Regions from separate parts of the Dromaius novaehollandiae genome. Here region 2 is linked to region 1. A link is a contact called in public Hi-C data. All regions are on one chromosome and are shown on one strand. Each heading gives the region's core, a stretch centred on a gene start, on an enhancer-like site or on the middle of the called end of the contact. The rest is flanking DNA. Distances are from core to core; before and after follow the strand shown.

Evidence for each region. Hi-C and Micro-C count contacts between places; a contact is called where the count stands out from the background.
Region 2: a Hi-C map of ovary shows a contact between it and region 1, with 2.7 times the contacts expected there. The contact joins the promoter of LOC112993743 here to the promoter of LOC112993726 in region 1. A contact is called at or near these places in 2 of 4 Hi-C or Micro-C datasets (brain and ovary).

What each region holds. Positions count from the first base shown.
Region 1 is chr1:218,322,069-218,328,925 of bDroNov1.hap1, forward strand. LOC112993726 (olfactory receptor 52K1-like) reads right to left here and starts at 3,461. Exons shown (of 1, transcript XM_026117603.2): 1 at 2,466-3,461. The coding sequence starts at 3,461. The coding sequence ends at 2,466.
Region 2 is chr1:218,632,276-218,639,132 of bDroNov1.hap1, forward strand. LOC112993743 (olfactory receptor 52B2-like) reads left to right here and starts at 4,074. Exons shown (of 3, transcript XM_026117623.2): 1 at 4,074-4,156; 2 at 5,231-5,395; 3 at 5,799-6,857. The coding sequence starts at 5,833. The coding sequence ends at 6,786. It overlaps LOC112993747 (olfactory receptor 51L1-like), which reads left to right. Exons shown (of 1, transcript XM_064505323.1): 1 at 1-263.

The DNA.
Region 1 (6,857 bases), core at 2,211-4,710:
CATGGGGGAGCACAGGCTTTTCCCACCCGGATTGCATGGATAACTGCTGGGCACACGGAGGCAGGAAAAGGAGGAAGAGCAGAGCCTGAGATTCCCGGAGCCCAGGGAATCCCACGGGATGAATGCGGTGTTGGAGCCTTGTCGGGCTCTGCTCTCGTCCTGGTACAGCTGCCCAGGGCAGCACAGCCGTGCAGAGACCCGGGGATGTTTGTCTTGGTGTTAAAAGTGGTCTGCCGAGAGACCGTGATTCCGAAACAGGGTAGCTTTGCAGAGAAAAAGCATTGAAACGGCTGCGTTTGAGAGAAGCTCGCTCTTTCTGGCCGTTCAGGCTGAATAGCTGTCGCTGTGCTGCCTGGGCTCTTTGCTGAGAACATGCTCCTGACGGCAGAGCTGAACGTGGGGATCCTGGGGCTGCTGCAGCCCATTAGCTGTTCCCTGAGCGGCCGGCTGAGTCTGAGAAGCTCTGCTTGCCTGTCTTGCTATGGCGGGCAGGGAGAGCGCCTTGATCAGCGCTGAGATGCCTGAGATTTTTGTCTCTATTAAAGTCACGTGGGACTGATCTCGGTACGTCCAAATCACACAAGTCTTGGTCCGTGCAGGGAATGATTTTCCACCTACGCTCCTCCTTTGTGCATGGTGTCCTGTGCTATAAGGATTGCTCGCTGCTGTCACAGTAAGTTGGCACTGTTTTACGCACTGCATGACGTTGTAGGTTTCTGTAGGGTTTTTTTGCTTGTTTCATAGGTTGTCCATATTGGGCAGGTGTCCTACAGCCATGTGGATGTTCTCAGCCTTGTGTTATATTGTGTTAGGCTAGTTTTTGTAGCATTGATTTTTTTTTATTTTGTTAGACTAAAAATATCAAAACATCTGTTTCAAAAGGAAGAAAAAAGTACATCCTGAGAACTCAAAGGCTTTTGCAGTGGTGGGCAGAAAGCTCTGTGCATCAGTGACAGATCCTACTGCCGCTCTTCAGCCTGAGGCATTTTCTCTGCAAGGCTGAGAGGTCTGGAGTAGGGTACTGGGCACGAATAACAGTGCCGAATTTGGTCCCAAAGCATTGGCCTGGCTGAGAAACTGCAACTCAGCGCCACATGATGCGTTAGCTGGGAAACTCAGCAAGACTGCGAGAACAGCCGGATGCTTTTGCACATTAGGAAACTTTTCAGAATTATGATTGTTAATACTTAAATAGAAATGCCACTTTGCTGGACTAAACCACCCAGCTCTCCTTATTCCCCTCTGTGTTCCTCTGACCACCCCGTGCACCCTCCAGGGCACAAGTACTTCTGCCTGTGCTCCTCATCCCTGTGGCCTTTTCCCTTCTTCCCAGCTGCTGGAGACGTGATTTGCTGGTGATTGCTTTTGAATAGTTTCCTTTAGAGATGATTTGGGAGAGGAGAGATGAATGGTTTCTCCCATCAGGTGTTCAGTGGGTACGTAGAGATGCACTGGGACTGACCTTTAGATGTACTAGAGCATGCATGGATATTTCAGTCTTTAGCCTCTCTTCTGAAAAGCAAGGGTAGCCCATGCTTAGAAAAATCCCATCTGATCCAGGGCAGGAGGAAACATCTAAAAAAGCTTCCCATTGGCCAGCTGCACTTGGCAAAAGTATGTCCTTTTGGCTATGAACTGCACTCAATGCTTGTGCATTTACGACCAGTTCAAATTTAGATGCGTTATGTGAGTGAGGAGAGCTCCGTGTTAGCACTGTACACTTTGTTCTTTGTGTGCTGCGAGGTTTTTGCAGGAACTGCCATCGTAACACTATTTCTGCAGCCCCTCTCGTCTGGTGGGCACTGACGAAAGAGAATGAGGTAATTCCTGGGGGACGGGAACCGGGAGACGCGCAGGTGCAGTCTCCATGCAGTGCTTGGGATCTTCCCACTCTCGTGCATGGAGCGTCCTGGGTCGGGGTGTTTGCAAACCAAATACTGAGATCTCTTGCTGATCAGGAGGATACCTACCAGCAGGATCTATTTCCTCCTGCAATTAACACTTGCTCCAGAGGGGCCTCCACAAGCAAGGGAGGTCAGTCAAGCTGATCTTTCACATGCTTGGGTTGACTGGCAAGATCTCCAACAGGGACAGCTCCGAGGAGGCGGGGAATCGTAGCTGCAACATGAACCGTTAACTACTACCAAGTATTGGGACAGAGAAAAGCTACAGGACACGACATCCAAAGCCAGCTGTTCCCAAACTCTGTGCTGCATCTCAGATCAGGCTGATTTCAGTCAGCAGGAGGGGAAATCCTGAGGCTTGACAGTGCTTGACTGGCTCAGAGAAGCTGGAAATTGCCGGTTGGGCTGCATACAGTTTTTTTAATGGTTTGCTTTTTCTTGGACTTGCCCTTGCAATTAACTCTTGTCGTGTGTCATCGAACCCTTTTTCTGAGAAGAGGGTATTCAGAGCTCCATTACCATGGTGATGAGCGGGATGTTGAGTGTCTGCACGGGGAGATGTTATCTCTGCTCGCTTGTAGCTACCCACTTAAAGGGGATTGAAACCAACCCTCTTTTCTTCAGCAGTTTTAGCAGGTGCTCCCTGATCTCTTTGGTCCTCACACCGTAGATGATAGGATTGATAACACACGGCAGTAACAGGTATGTCACGCTGATCAGGTTGTGCACGTCCCCAGGGATGGACTTCCCCATGCGGTATGCTATCGAGGAGCAGAGGCTGGAGAGGTAAGTTGTCAGGATGACCATGAGGTGGGTGGCACACGTGTGGAAGGCTTTGTGCCAGATGTTCCCAGAAGCAATTTTCAGGGCCGCACGGATTATCCTGCAGTAGGATGTCAGGAGGAAGCCCAAGTCAAAGGTGATGGTGATGGCTCTCATGGTTAGTCCTACAATCTTGTTCCTGGCGATGTCCCCGCAGGACAGGCTCATCAAGGCCATGTGCTCGCAGACGAAGTGCTCGATGACATTAGAGTGGCAAAAATGCACCTTGGATGCCAGGATCACCACTGGGCTGACAAAAGAGATGCTCCTCACCACTGCAGCCAGGGATAACTTGGCCAGGTATTTTCTGGTCATTATGTCCGCGTAGCGCAGTGGGCTGCAGATGGCCACGTACCTGTCCAAAGCCATGAGGAGGAGGATGTTGCAATCCAGCATGATGAAGAAGTACAGGAAGAACATCTGTGCCAGGCAGCCCCCCAGGGAGATGTGGCTGAGATCAAAGATGAAACCCAGCAGCATCCTGGGCACAAACGTGCTGGAGCTGCAGAGGTTGACAGTAAGCAGCAGAGCGATCAGCAGGTACATGGGGGCATGGAGGCTTTCCTCCACCCTCACAGTGTAGATGAGGATGGAGTTTGCAGTGATAATCAGTAGGTACAGGCAGAAAAAAGGGATGAAGAGGAGGAATCTGGACTCTTGGACCCCAGGGAATCCAAGCAGGAGGAATTCAGTCTGGGACATGCTGGCCAAATCCGTCTGGTTCCAGCCTGCCATCCTGGAGTGTCAACCTGCTGCAAGGTCTCAGCTTTCCTGCAGCCAAAAGAAGAAAGCACAGTTTCTCCCTCTGCAGATACAGATCTCTCTTCTCTGCAATGAAACTCTTGTTATGCTGGGCAGCCAGGGAAACTTTGAAACTAAGAGCCATGAGAAAGGGAGAAAGCCTGAGAGATCTCGGACCAAAGCACATCCTTGCCGTATTCGGGAGCAAAGGTGACAAGGACACACGCACTTGTAGAGACACCGAAGCAGGGACCTGAGACAACTCACCCCCTTTTCCCCTCTTGCTTTACCTGGTCCTGCAGCTCAGAGCTTTACAGCAATACGGTGGAGGCTATGAACCTTGCAGCAGTAATATCCAGATCCGAAGGAATCCACTGCCTGTACTTTCTGTTCAGTTCCTTCGGTATCTGAAAGGCTGCAGAAGCCTTGAAAATGAGTCAAAGTTCTGATTATTTGTATTAAAGAAGCACTTACACACTCTGGTTTCCAGGAGTTACTGTGCTAAGTCCTGTTCAAACAGTTCTAGCCTGCCAGCAATTTTATTCACTAACCTGGAGGGACTGGGAGGAGGGAAATAGAGAATGGAGGAATAAAGTGGCTGCTTCAAGTCATAAATCAAGGCAAAGCCTGAGCTAGGTGTGCACTAAACCTTGCACTAAACCAGCAGCTATCTCCACCTGGGTGATGCTCAGAGCACCTTTCTCAGTAAGAAACAAAGCAGGTAGTATTCCTGTGAGGCAAAGAGCAGGTTTCGATATGCGCGTGAACACAGCGAGCTGCATTTATGTTGTCCATAAATCCATGCACACGTGTGCAAGCTACAGTCCTCCGTGCCTGTGCATTTTGATGGTGCACTGAAAGGGACTGGCCCCCCTGGACAGGACCCAAACAGCTCTCCCTCCTGCACGGGTGTTGATCCACGGACAACGTTAGCTTCTGACAGTCCTAGACATGGACCCCTCTCTTTTTCCACTCGTGCTCATGGCCGGTGCTGACCCTACTGGGACCATCCTATTTTCCTCCTCTTCTTCACCACTACCCTGGTCTAGGGTTGAAGATAAATGCTCTGGTTTCTCTCCCATCAAGTTTTTCTCTACCCCCAGCTCCCCACAGATGGTTTAGTATCGGTTTTAAGATTTAGCATTATTGGTGCTCCTAAGATGCCTTCAGATGTCACGAATCAGGCATGTGTTTTGTTCGGGGTGAGGAAGCAAGCGCAGGACACCTCACTGCTACGCTAGAACAAAAGAAAATATTCACAGCATGTTTTTGGCCCTGACAGAGCAAGGATGCTTTGGGAATCCTGATTAGTTTACGGCAGGGGTTATCTGTTGTGCTGCAAAGCTGAAGCCTGGGTCCTGACACAGCCGGTCCTACCTGTCCTGTGGCTCTGAAGAAGTTACCGGTGATAAACGCACGTTGCCCGGGAAGGCCTGGGGGAGGGCAGACAGTGAAGCCCTCGCCCTCCTCTCTCCATCGCTGCTCTGCCTCTTGCCTTTGCCCGTCTAACGGGGAGCTCAGTCCCTGCAAAGTCCCCTGCGTCGGGGCTGGTGCATGGGGCTGCTGCTACTGCGCGTGGGAGCGTTTGCTCTCCGGGGCAGGGGCTGGAGCAGGGGAGCCTTGGCTACGAGGCCATGAGCGCAGAGACGTGCTTCTCCTTCTTCTGGAAGGATGAAAGTCTTTGTGAGTGTTAGCAAAGAATAACTAAACGCAGTTATCACCACAACTCCTTTTGGAGGGCGGAGGTTAAACAGACTCAGGGTTGACGGAAGCATCTCAGCTTTTCTTTCTTTATCTTTAGCAGATCTTTCCCGGTCTGTTATTTCTTTTATACAAATGTAAATCCCTATTTTCCTGTTTTGAGCTGAGCACCAGTCCTGCCCCAGCACTGGCTAAAGCCTTCCTCTTCTCTCTGGGAACAGGCTGAAATGGGGAGTGCTAGGGAATTTCCCAGCTCAGGCCCCTGCAGGATGCAAGGTAAGAGCCTGAGAATCCTTTCGCTAGGACTTAAGGGAAGCTCACGGGTCACCACATCCAGTCCCTGCTGCCACAAGCATTATGGCATATGCTCTTCAAAAGCAGCACTCTGAGTGCTTTCTTGAGACTAATTTGGCTGTTTCCCCTTCTACTCAGCTCTTCCTGCGTCTCATTGCTCCAACAACGAGGATCGTTCTCCTTTCAGCCTAATAAATCTATTCGGTTGCTATCGTACTGTCCCGGGATCAACAACACCCTTTATTTTGCGTTCCTCATCTCCTTCCCAGGTGTCCACCCACCAAGCGAGCTGGTCCTCTCCTGGCTCTCCTCTAGCCAGACTAAACTGAGCCCTGCTGGGGTCCTCGCTTAGGCTCAGGTCCAACACGGCTAAAGCAGGGGTGCGGACGAGGGGATTTCTCCTCATGCTGGGTGCCCCACGCTGCAGGGGTACTTGGTGGTGGGGCAGAAGGATTCCTCCCGCGTGGAAATGCACTCACCTGCACCGAGGCACAGCAGGAGCGAGGCGTCCCCAGGTTGGGACCAGGAGTCTGCAGCTACATCCCTGGCTCTGGAAACAGCTATTTATCATGGCTGCTAACACGCTGCGTGGCGGGGGGGTGTCTGTAATAGTCAGCGTCCCAGAGGAAGCCAGTTTTTAAGATGTGACTCAGGTCAGGTCTGGTCTCTTGAGCTCAGCAGGGAAATGTATTCTCTTGTGCTCCAAGTCTCTGCGGCAACATGCAGCTCCCCATCAGCTTTGACCCAAGAAGGATCATTTTAGACCCAATGAACCAACTGAGGCAGCACAGGGAGAAGCAGCCAAGTTTTCCAGAGCTGGCTGGGAGCCCACACCTGGAATGGGAAGTGACAGTGCGAACTGGGAGCAGTGTGAGCCCGGCCAAAGGGCTCCCCCGCCCAGATGCCACAAGCCTTGCACCACGAAGGGCACTGGGACAAAAGGCATCCCTGTTAAAAGCAGATGCAGAAAGGATAAAGGAGGAGAAACCACACAGAGGAGAAGATGATGATGTATATTCAAGCCAAAAGTGCAGGCAGGAAAACTGGAGAAACGATGGGTAGTGAGAAAAACTTCTTTAAGGAACAAACGAAACCTTGCAGTCAGGGGCAGCTGGATGGGCAAACTGTGGGTGTTAGTGGGGAGAGGCAGAAGTGCTCACGTGCCTTTCCGCCCTGTGCTTGCAATGAAGCCAGAGCTCCTCTCAGTCCCATACGATAGCGTGGGTGGAAGGGAAAGTTTGACATCTGCAACAAAAGAGGTTGCAAGGCAGCATCTGCTAAAATTAAACTGGGTAGCTGACATCAAATGGCTGAGAGGGCTCCTTGATGCACCTGGGTTTTTCTTTTTTAAGTGCTCGAAACTGGTGTTTCTCTCTGACGCTGCCTGTGCTCAGC
Region 2 (6,857 bases), core at 2,824-5,323, 310 kb after region 1:
GATTGAGGGGCCACTGAAGGAACCAGGAGGAACAAGGTTCAGCCAGATCTCTGCAACTGCCAAGAAGGGGGGGAAGAAGATTATCATGGGTCACATGGGAAAGGGCAAACTAATTATGGGATATTTGAAGGTGCTTGTGGGATTGCCTAAAACTTTATGTGGGAAGCTTTCAGGGGCTGCAGGAATGTGTGAAATGTATTATGCGATGTTTAGGAGAAGGACCAAAAGCAGGCAAAAGGAGGGATTAAGATGAACTGGGGAGGAACCAGCATGGGAAAATGGAGGGGCAGGGGGTGAAAGGGGCCAAGCAAGTGTAAATAAGTTGCTGGTCAGCGTGCTTGTCTGGCCATGCCTGTGCTTGATCAGGCTGTCCTGGCTTCCCATTAAACTCCATTTCTAGCTATTTTCTGAGTGACCTTGCTCTCTAATCTCTGTGCGTGGGGATATGTGTGAGATTTCCTGGCAAACTCCAAGCTGGACTAATTGGTGAGCAGGAGGAGACCAGAATCTGGAAAGACCCAAGAATGGAGCTGGAGACTGGGTAACTGGAGCTGGGATCTGGGCACAGAGTCTGCACAGACCTATGGTCTGGTCCAGGGTTGGACAGGCCCACGGACACGAGAGTGGCTGCAAACCCAGAGAGTGAGGGTTTGTGTCCTCTCCTGAACAGCTGGAGCAGAGGGACAGGACTGGGCTGCGTAGTTGGTGCCTATGGGGGTGCTGCTGGTGTTTATGCGGTGCCAGGGAAGGCATGGCTCTACGCAATGATCCCTTCAGCCGGCCATGTGTGCAATGAGTGTGTGCGTCTGTGTGGGTGTGCCCAGTGCGAATGCATGCTCAGCCTTGCTGCTGACTGGACCCATGCACTCCAATAGCAGAAAACAGACTGAAAAGGAAAAATTCCTGAGTCTTAAAGTGCCCTGCGTTTGCCTTCCTTTAATTGTCAGCAAGTACCACCTGCAGGTGAACTTTCAATCTTGCAAAACTAGAGGGATGCTGCATGCTTACACATAAATACCATGCTTTAAAATCCCTGTCCATGATGCAGCTAGCTCTGCAGTGTGGCTGCTCAGCACCAGCAGTACCGGGCTACAAGGTCTGCAATCCTCCGGACTGAGCTGGGCCCCGCGTGGCCCGTGGGGCAGATCTCCCGGCCCCAGGGCAGGCCAGGCTGGTCACCGACTATTTCCTGGCTCCACCTGGAAGGGCATTTTAAACAGTTTACAGGATAAAGAACTGTTTTCAGCCAGTGTTTCTCACGGATCATGCACACAGTACTGTGGCAGGTAAATTCAGACTGTTCTCGGGAGACACTGTCACTGGGAAGTGATAAATACTTAAAACATGGTCTAGTGGATTCTTCCAGCTTTTCCAGGCTCAGATCCCTTGGCACACATCCATATAACCCATGAAGACAGACCTATGTGTAATGAAAGGACAAAGGTAAAGACCTGAGAGAGAAGCAATTTGGCAACTTCCAGTATCAAAAGTTTGGTTTATCGTGGTGAGAGCTTTGACCAGACGACATTTGCCCTGTGAACAAAGGCTTCTGCAGGCTCAAAAAGCAACAGGACAAATTCACAGGAGAAAAATCCTTTGATACCAGCATAGCGTCTCTGGCTGAGGAGGCCCCGTGCTCTTGCTCCCAGCATGAGCACAGAGGAGGAGCACCTCTGCTTGCTTGCCTTGCTCTTAACGTCTTCCCTAGGCGTCTGTTAGTGGTGGCTGTAGGGTCACACAGACCTTGGTCTAGCTCCTTGCAGCCGTTCTCACGTCTGCTGCCCTGGAGCGAGTTTCCTTGGCTGCGAGCCAGCCGTGGTCTTGTTAACAGCGTTTCTTGCAGCGTGGGGGATGCGCGAAGCCAGGACCCACCTCCCAGCACGGCTGGGAACCCGCAGCTCCCTGGCTGACCTCACGTCTGCCACCAGCGCTGCCCATGGAGCCTGGTGCCAGCTCACACTCCCATTTCCGCAGGGCAAAGTCTGGCGATTCGTGATGAATCGCCCCGTGGTCTCCGCGGTGGGGCCGTGTGCGGCTCGTTGCCTCCCTCTGCTGGGTGCAGCCCAGCAGGTTCCCAGTGGGAACCACTGACCCTGCAGCCTGTAGACTGGGTGGCTCTTTCTACAGCATCAAAGCCCTGTTCCCATCAGCTCGTGGTGGGGAGCAGAACTGCCTGTCGCGCACAGCTCGTCGCATAAGCAGGGGGTGGTGGGGTTATCGCCTCCGTTTCTACTCGTGGGGAAGGACACGGCAAGTCGATGCTGCCTCACAGCTTGCCCTATCGCGGTCTGCCCCATAGTTTCTGTGTCCCATGTCAGGACTTTCACTGAAAGGTTGATTCTCCTCTTATTTCTTTTCCCACTTTCCTGTTTTTTCTGGAGCAATGAGAAAGGCTAGAAATAAGGAGGGTCCTCTCCTGCGTGGCTTACAGAAGACATTTCATCGTCAGTTAAAGGACGCCTGTGCACAGAGACCTGCACACACACCTGTGACTACGGCTGCTGCTTTCAAACAGCAGCTGTGCCTTGGTTTTGAGACTTTGAGATTGAAAACACAAAAGCTGAGGAACTCCAAACCTGCACCCACTTCTCAGGCCCGAGCTGCGGGTTGCCACCAGTGCAGGACAGGAAAGAAGAGCCCCTGGAAGCTGCTGGGCAATGCAGACAACTCTGCCATGGCTGGGTCTGCTCTGGACTGGGCCCCTGAGGGCAGCAAGGGAGAGAGAAAGGAGATGAAATCAGCCCCTCACCCTGGCAGCCCGCGAGACCTGTGTACCACTGACTCGCCTGCAGGGAGGGATACCCGAGTGAGGAGTGGGCCGTGGAAAAGGACAGTTTTACCAAGGTGAGATTGATTTTCAGGCACTAGGAAGCGATTTGGTGCAAAGCCGCAATGTAACCCAACTGCAGCATGATGCAGTAGGGATCTTTTTGTGTGGGATTCATCTGTGCATGAACACACGAGAGTAGCAATTGCTCGTGGGTTCATTAACCTCCAGGACTAGGGCTGGAACCAGCCACCCGGAGCGCAAAGGGCCTCTCACCCGACAGAGACACTGCAGTAGCAGAGGTGTCCTGAACCACAGGTAATACAGCAAGAAAACTGTGATCCAAGGACATAAAGGAAAGAGCTGTCACAGTGAGTGCGAGTAGTCTGTGTTGACTAGCCATTAAGGACAAGCAAATTTTAAAGGGGGTGTTTTCTGAGTAAATAGCTGGATGAGCGACTCTGGTACCTGTCTGACCAGCTTGCGTTCAACCAGCTTGACTCACATTTCCCGAGGCATGTCCGGACATAAGCCCTGAAGCCTTGTGCTGGTCCACATGGATGCAGGCATAAATGAGCTGCTGCTCTGCTTGCACTCCTTTCTGCTTGCACAGGAAAGGTAGAAAAAAATATCTGGCTAAAGGCAATCTGTGTGCTTTTATTTCAGCAACTAAATCTAGATTTAGTGCTTAATTTAAGGCACCCAAGTTTGACTTTCCTTATACTTTTATTAGCTTCCATTCCCCCACATCCTTCCTCTGCTCACCCACCTGTTCCCCATTCCTACTCTTTATTAATATTGGATTTTCTTTTTATGTCTCCAAAGAGAGTCCTCATAGAGTACAAGCCAATGCGGAACACTGAGACCGAGAATGGCAGTGAAAGCAAGGTGCAGAGAGCAGACACAGTTACTGTATTAATCACAGTGATGCTAGAAGCAGCAGCATTTGCATGCCCACACGGGAGGCAGAGGAAGGCTAGAGATAATGATCACAGCAGATCCTTTATCATTGCTGTAGCATTAGCTGGAAGAGATCAGCATCACTCATCCATGTGTCTGAAGCTGTCCCATCCCATCTTCATCCCTCCACGAAGAAGGTGATGATACAGTGCTCTGATGACTTTGTGCACTCTCCCCCATGCCGCAACCTGAGAAAGCCGTGGAAGGTAATCTGTCACCTGGCAGCTCTTGTTAAAGGAGTTCCAGTAAAATACACTTTAATTTTGTATGCTTTTCACCACTTCTGTCCACTCAGCACCAACCAGAGCTCTGCAGCTCCCAGTTGCATGTGACCCCCCCCCCCCCTTGGGACTCTCAGGGACTGTATAAATATTGCCACCTCCCTGCCTGGTTTGAGACCTCCCTCATTGCTGGCTGTCACAGGAGCTGGTGAGTTGCTTGCAGTAGCTGTTATTTAGCAGGTCTATATGTCTGAGGTGCCTGGTTTGAGCAAGAAGGTAAAATTCTGCAGCCAGGAGAAAGTCCCCTGGCCCACTCCACGCTGCAGCTTTAGGCTCTGAGGTGGAGAAACACTTGTGTCCAAGCAGGGTTTGTCATGTAGGTGCGGCTACTTTGGGTCCGTGGTTGTTCGGACCAGAAAGGTGATTCACGTGCAGGGGCTACCTGCAGTGTTGCTCCCCAGGCTCCACCTGAATCAGCTTGGCACGCAGGAGATCACAGCCTGGTTCCAGAAAGCTGAAAGCCTGGCTGGTGTTCTCCAGCCTCCTCTTGTGTACTGCCCGGTAAGGGAACTGGACTGTGCGTTCAGAGAAGCAGAAGAATATCGGTTAGGGCTTGGGCTAAGGTCGCCAGACAGGCGATTGCCAACCAGGACAGCCTGGGATATGGCCCTGATTTCCTGCTGTCTGAGGGGAGTTCATGGTTCCCCTTCACAGTTTGCTTGTTGTTGCCCTCACTGGTAGCTTTGTCGCTTTACTGGAAATACTGCAAATCACCTTCTGGGTCGGGGTGAGCAGCTCACACAGGAGATGGAAGCAGAGAGGAGAGTCCCAGGGTAGCAGGAGGTAGAAAAGGTGTAACAGCCCCTTTCTCCGGCCACTTGTGTGCATACAGAGGACTTGACACGTGCAAACCCCCTGCACCACCGGGGCATGAGGAGTCAGGCTTGCTCACTGCACATGTTGCACCAGGCAGCACTGCCCAGGTTTGGGGAGCTGTGTCTCACCCAGCTGCAGTGCCAGCAGCCACCCAGACATTTATGCAGGGCCGCAATATTTGATCTCTGACATGGGAAAATGGTGAGGATCCTGAGTCCCCTTGCGTAAACTCTGTGCTGGAATTGTGGAGCTTACCTCTCTCCCAACAGCCTTACTCTGCCTTAGACCTTTGCTTCTGAATTTGCCTTAAAATTTAGCAGCTGTTCTGTCTCCCCAGCATACAGTCATTCCTTGAGATCTCCTGCTCTGTGGGTGCTGATCTTCCACTCTGTTTTGTTTTGCACAGACTCCTGGATTATGCTTTCGTACTGATGTCCTGCTGCCATCAGTAAACAGCTTTGTTGCTCAGGATGCTGCGTGAGCAGTCTCTGCCTTGCAGAGATCATAATCTGCTGCCTTGCAAAATGTGATGGGAATGAACGAGTGAGCAGAGAGTAAGGAGAGTAGCGAGGTAGGTACTGAAAAAATTAGCATGTTGTATAAAATTAGCATGTTGTATAAAATCAGAGTCCATAAGTCCCAACTCATCGCCTGCCTCCTATGCTTTTGGGAGCTACAAAACAAAAGTGCAATTGGTAGCTGCAGTTAGAGCTAGAGGGGCTGCATTCCTTGCTCAGGCTCTTGTACCGACTTGTGATCTTTGGTAAATCCCTTCTCTGGATTTTCTTTCTGATTTTATAAAATACTTATCGCTTCACTTATCACTTGGTTTGGAGCCAACATCTCAATCACGCTCGGGTGGGGGGAGCGATTTTTCTAAATCACTTCAGAATCCACAGAAAGTGCTCTCAGCAATCCCAGGTCTATTTTTGTGATTTGTGAACTGTGACCTCCTCTCTATTTTTTGCTTACAGGGAAGACAGCCCAAACTAATTCAGATCTCATCCCATGATGACGGCTGTCAATCACTCCAGCTTGCAGCCTCCCTCCTTCCTTCTGATCGGCATCCCAGGCCTGCAGGACCTGCACATCTGGCTTTCCGTCCCATTCTGCCTAATGTATCTCTCTGCTGTCTTTGGCAACTTCATCCTTTTATTTGTCATTGTGAAGGAGCGAAGCCTCCATGAGCCAATGTACCTTTTCCTGGCCATGCTGGCTGTGGCAGATCTCGTACTATCCTCCTCCACAGTGCCCAAAGCCCTGAGCATATTCTGGTCCCTTTCCAAGGAGATGTCTTTCCATGCCTGCCTTACCCAGATGTTCTTTGCACACGTAAGCTTCATTGCAGAGTCGACCATCCTGCTGGCCATGGCGTTCGACCGGTACGTTGCCATCTGCAACCCGCTGCGGTACACCGCAGTGTTCACACGCTCGGTGATAGCAAAGATTGGGCTGGCTGCCATAGCCCGGAGCTTTTGTGTGATGTTCCCAACAATATTCCTCCTTCGGAGGCTGCCGTACTGCAGACACCGTGTCATGCCACACACCTACTGCGAGCACATGGGCATTGCCCGGCTGGCCTGTGCCGGCATCTCCATTAACATCTGGTATGGCTTTGCCACCACCCTTCTGTCACCAGGAGTGGACATCGTGCTCATTGGGGTGTCGTACGTCCTCATCCTCAGGGCTGTCTTCAGGCTCTCGTCCAAGGATGCCAAGCTCAAGGCAGTTGGCACCTGCAGCTCTCATGCCTGCGTTATATGCTTGTTCTACACACCAGCATTTTTCTCGTTTTTTACTCATCGGTTTGGCCACAGGATCCCCCACCATGTTCATATCCTCTTGGCAAATCTCTATATGCTCCTACCACCCATGCTAAACCCCATTGTCTACACAGTGAAAAACAAACTAATTCGAGAAAAAGTGTCCCGAGTATTCTTTAGGACTGGGCAATTGCACTGACAGGAATGTTATTCCTTTGAGAGGAAAGTACGTAGATGTTTTCTGCATCACAGAAGCAGGGTGTATGCATG